Linked DNA regions of Arachis hypogaea: region 1 is linked to region 2. A link is a contact called in public Hi-C data. All regions are on one chromosome and are shown on one strand. Each heading gives the region's core, a stretch centred on a gene start, on an enhancer-like site or on the middle of the called end of the contact. The rest is flanking DNA. Distances are from core to core; before and after follow the strand shown. Region 1 holds the start of LOC112762408 (helicase SEN1-like). Region 2 has its middle 15 kb from the start of LOC112767002.

Region 1 (2,700 bases), core at 156-2,655, 100 kb before region 2:
AATTTTCTGTTTAATTTTGTCATGTCTTGAGTCTCATGAAAAAAGGCAAACAGTGAGGTTTGTATGAAAAAGCCATAGAGCGAAAAAAGACAGAGAGTGTAAAATTAAAAGAAAAAAGCCATAGATATCCTTAGAGTTCCTTTGTACATATGTGTTGTGTTTCATGATTCTGTGGGAATTCCCTTGTAAGTTGGGTTAGCACTTTACAGTTTGTAATTAAAAATGATTATAGTGAAATTCCATCATTATTGTGATGGAGACTGGATGTAGGCTGCCTTACACTTAGCAGCTGAACCAAGATATATCTTGGTGTAATTCTCTCTTTCTTCTACTCCATTTCTGCTTCTGCTACCAGGAGATAAAACTGAAAATATCTCGTGCTGACTGACAAGACAAAAAGAAAAGTCTCGTGGCTAGGGACGAGACAAAAGAAAAAGTCTCGTGGCTAGTTACGAGATAAAAAGACAGAAAGTTTCCAGAAATGGTTTCAAAAGCCAACAAGTATTATCAAGCAAAAATAAAAATGGGCTAAGATTCAACCCCCTTCTCTTAGCCACTGATAACCAATAAAATATATATATATATATATATATATATATATATATATATATATATAATAAACGGACGATTTTGTATTAGATTTTTTTAGCTTCATGTTTTGTTATTTTGTCTTGAGGAATATATATTATAAAAATAAAAATAAACACGGAGAGAAGAATAATGTTCACGATTATATTATAAAGCAACAACAATAAAAATAAATTAATAATAATATAAAATACAAATTATAAATTAAACTATAACAAAAATAATAATTATAAAACCAATCAGCTATAACTTAAATAGCATAGTCTTATTATCTTTATCTAGAGGTCTCATATTTGAGTTCCATTTCTAATTTAAAAAAATAATTATAAATTATAAATTAAACTATTATTATAAATTATAAATGAAAACAATTGTAATAATAAACCGAATTAGGTATACACAAAAATCAATTACAAAAAATAACTGCTAATATAAGAAAAAAAAAACTCAAATACAAGTAGAATTTATTATTTTTTGTTAGTACTTTTAGTTATCAGTGTAATATTTTTAGTCTAACAATTCAATAATATATTTTTAAATATTATTAACTTATTACTGTCAAAAATAATAAATTCACTGATCATCTAACATCCTTCTTAGTATAAAATTTAAATTAAAATATAAAATATACATAAATACATAACAGCTGAACTTATAGCTGATTTTAGCATACAAATATTTTTTTTAATATTTGTAGCTGATTTTAATATTATTTTTACTATTTGTAGTATTAAGTAATTAACATTTTTCAAGAAAATAGTCCAATAATTAGGTAGGCCTCGTAAATAAATAAAGCATTCCCCCGTTTAATTTCCCAAGTAGTGTTTTAATTACTACTAATTTCACTTAACTTTTAAGTTGATCCTTTGATTTCTCTTCCTGGCCTTGATTGCATGAAGTCTCTCTCTCACTGTCTATATATATATATTTATTCTAAGAACGTTTAATTTTCAACTAAGCACTTGAAGTAGTTTTTCTTTTACATTCATCAACGGCAGCCAGATTCATTTTAGTAAGTATTCTTCATTCTCACTTCCATAAAGTGTATATTTAACATTAACATTAACATATACAAGTGATGAATAGTTTCACTATATCTATCAGAGAATATTAATGGTTTCTTGCTATTATTTGAAATTCATTCAGATTTGATCTTCATCAATTAGCAAAGGATGTCAAATACTAGGGAGGATCATGATGATGAATCCAGTTTGTTGGATATTGTCTTTTCTTGGACTCTAAGAGATGTTCTGAATGATAATCTTTACAAGCACAAGGTTATTTTAGTCTTTTCTCTCTTCTTTTTTTATAAATATTTTGTTTTTGTTTCCATGTTGGTGAAGCTAAGAAATGAATTTAAGAAACAGTGTTTTTAACAGGTTGTTAAGATTCCAGAGACATTCAATTCTGTGAAAGAATACATGAACTCATTCATTCCTTCATTGATTGAAGAGACACGCAGTGACATGTGTTCAGGATTGAAAGGAGTCTCTAGAGCTCGATTCTGCGAAATCGAGGCTGTCGAAATGGACAAAGAGTTCTTCAAACCTCCTAAGAATTTGTTCCATCTCTTAACATTGGTGAACACTAGTGATAGTGATGATGTGGATAAAGATGATGTGGAAGAAGGTGGTGAAATTGGAAAATCATATGAGCCTATGTTAGGAGATGTTATTGCATTTACTCCTGTTAGACCAAAATGCATAGATGATTTAAACAACAGCCCCAAAAAATTCTACCATATTGGTTATGTTGTTAGGCCAAAACATGCATATGACAATGCAATTCCAATTTTGTCCTCCAAGTACATGGACACTATGAATGAATATGACAGAAGTGGTGGTGTTAAGAAGCTTTATGCTGTGTATCTTATGAACATTCTAACAAATGTTAGGATATGGAAGGCATTGAATTCACAGCTAGAGGATGCAGATATGAGCATTATTGAAAAGGTGCTAAGACCTGACATGATGGTAAGGGGGAAAAAAAACTATATTCTATATATTGAGGTTGTGAATTTAGGTTATGTAGTTTACTGTATATCATTTTTTAACTTTGGTTTGATGGTAAATTACTTTGTAAATATAAATTTATGCAAATGAGTCACTAGGT
Region 2 (2,700 bases), core at 15-2,514:
AACCCACTCACAACAAACAAGCCCAACTAAACAATGTCTAATTTCTTCATTTCTCTATTTTGTCTTCTAATGTACTGTACATTCTTCTAGAATTAGTTTGTTTTGGTGATTCAGCCTTCTGTTAGGATAGGAATCATTTTCTGAAAATTTAGAAGATTTCATTTGATTTTGTTGAACTATGCAAAATATAGAATAGGATAATATGTATATATATTGCTTATGTTCATTCTGTAAATGATGAAGAAAATACATCACAAAATTCTTACATTAATTCTTCTTTTCTCTCTGTTTTGATACTAATCTATTATTAAGAACCCAACTATGTTTAGTTGATACTTTGGACAAAACAAAATTCCTGTTCCAACAAATCAAAATAATGTTGTATAGTGTCGACTGTTGAGTAGTGACATAAAAGAAGTTCAAAGTACTCCTTTTCCGATAAATGGATTTCCTTCCCTTAATGCTAATCTTTTTTTTTTTTCTTCTCTTATTATTTTCAGTTACGAAAATATTTAATAACAAAAAAAATTAGTTAAAAACAGTCAAAATTTATCTTATTTAATATTCATTAATTGTTGCTAAATAAGACAAGTTCTTACTATTTTTTTTTTTTTTGTCTTTCTAGCATTACGTTTAGTTATATTAAAAAATAATTTCCGTTATTATCTCACATGATTGTTTGGAGGTTTTTTTGGTTTTTTTGGAGTTAGATCGTTTGAAAGTTGGAACTGGTAGAAATAATATTTTCTTCCTTTTTTTTTTCATCAGTAGATGAAAAAGTTAAGCAAGTTTTTTTTTTTTTAATATTCAGAAACACCAAGTTCGGGTAATGTCCGAAACCACATCTGGTTGGGCTGAAATGTTAAAATAATATAATTATAAAATTGCTTTATTCTTCGTATTCAAAAGAAAAAAAGAACATTTCTTTTCACCTTGGGTTTACAGATCAGCCCGTTAAATTAAATTATTAAACAAAAAGTTACATCGGCCCAAAAAAATATTGAAGAGTCATAGAATGTATAAGCTTCGTTTGAATTTAGTTGATGTGATTTGCAAATTTATCAAATCTTAAATAACTTAATTTAGTACGTTAAAATAATAATAATATACTTTGTTAATTAGTAAATATAAATAATTTCTGATTTTCTGTTAAAAAATGAAAAATAAAGAAAGAATATGCTAAAGATGATCCATTTCGGTGGTGAAGTAGTTAGCAGTTGACGTTTTCTAACTCGAAATAGTTGGTGCCAAATATATCTAATCTATATAAGGTGCATGGTCCATATATGAATGCATACAATATTACAATCTGCACGTGCAATCACCACTAGTGTACTTACCAGTTGGCCAACTATATTTTCCATTTTTTGTTTTTTGGTAAAGCGACTATTCAGTTTTAGTATACTTTTTCTTTAAGATATATTAGTGTGTAACATGAAATTAAAATAAGATAATGTTAATCTTAAACCATGGTATAGATAAACTATGTTACATGTCCCCATAAAAAAATAAGTTAAATAACATAACGGTAAAGTGATAATTAAATTTCTGAAAATTTTGATATTGGATAAATTAAATTTTGAGAATTAAAAACTATTAAATAATTCTTCAAAAATTATAAATGTTAAACACCTTACATTTTTCCGTACATTTTAAAATGAAACGAATATCTTTAGTTGGCCTATTATATAAACTAACGTGTTTCATTTTGGCCAACTTAACATTGGGACGTCATCGAAAGTTGTTGAAGCCTCTCTTATACTGTGGGTTTGTTCGTAACTCATCACAAACCCCTTTTATTTACAATAAACCCTAGTTAAATTGTTCTCAACATTTGAGATAATTCCAATGTGGCATAGACAAATAAATCATATGTACGCTATGGATAAATCATACATCATTGATAATAATATACAGTTATTTCTTCAATATGTTGACAATTTTGTAAGCCTTAATTTTTTTGAATATTGAACAGTAAAAATAGGTAAAAAAAAAAAAAAAAGATTTGACGACTAATATTTTGTATACTTGTTAATTTTTACTGCATCATCATTTAGGATTGAATGTGGCCTATTTTAAGTTTGGACTACATTCCATCCTATAATGACAAGGTAATATTTTTCATGTTGAATAATTGTTAGCAATTTTTTTTGTCGTTGTCTATTTGTCTAATTTGATAGTGGAGTCTAATAAATTAGTATTATTTTTCATAACATTTGATATTCTTCTTTCTTTTTGTACATTTATAACTAGTTGTTGATTATAGTTTTATATCATTTTGTTCAATTTTTATAATCGAGAGTTTAGTGCATTTTAAATATGATTTTTCTGTTTAATTAGATTTTTTTAATAATAAATTTTGATATTTAAACTTGTTAGTAAACTTTTAATTAAAAATTATAGACAAATTATTATAAGAAATTGTAAAACTTTGAATTTTGTTACTTTAAAATTGATTAAATTTAAATATTTAAAATTATATATTGAATTTTTTAATTTTTTTAAATTAAAATTTAAGTTTACTGTCAAATTTATTGGGAGGCAAATCTGACGGTAACAAGCTCCAGAATTTTGCAATCAAACCGCTAAATCCGCCGGTAATTAGTGGCGGAGATAAAAAAAAAATCCGCCGGTAAACAGTTACCGGCGAGATTTACATTGTCGGATTTATTCCGCCACTAAATCCAACGGTAAAAAAGT

The links. A called contact is a pair of places that touch in the nucleus more often than the background predicts.
Region 1: a contact with region 2 is called in a Hi-C map of leaf, with 2.4 times the contacts expected there. The contact joins the promoter of LOC112762408 here to the enhancer-like site in region 2. A contact is called at or near these places in 2 of 8 Hi-C or Micro-C datasets (both in leaf).

Annotation. Positions count from the first base shown.
Region 1 is chr17:18,156,279-18,158,978 of arahy.Tifrunner.gnm2.J5K5, reverse strand. It overlaps LOC112762408 (helicase SEN1-like), which reads left to right and starts at 1,405. Exons shown (of 8, transcript XM_025808244.3): 1 at 1,405-1,600; 2 at 1,735-1,865; 3 at 1,968-2,561. The coding sequence starts at 1,761.
Region 2 is chr17:18,054,110-18,056,809 of arahy.Tifrunner.gnm2.J5K5, reverse strand. No RefSeq gene overlaps it. Among protein-coding and RNA genes, the nearest start is that of LOC112767002, 15 kb to the left of the region's middle. Within about 2 kb of position 1,264, at least 2 of the 3 cell types and tissues checked have open chromatin away from gene starts, as enhancers often do.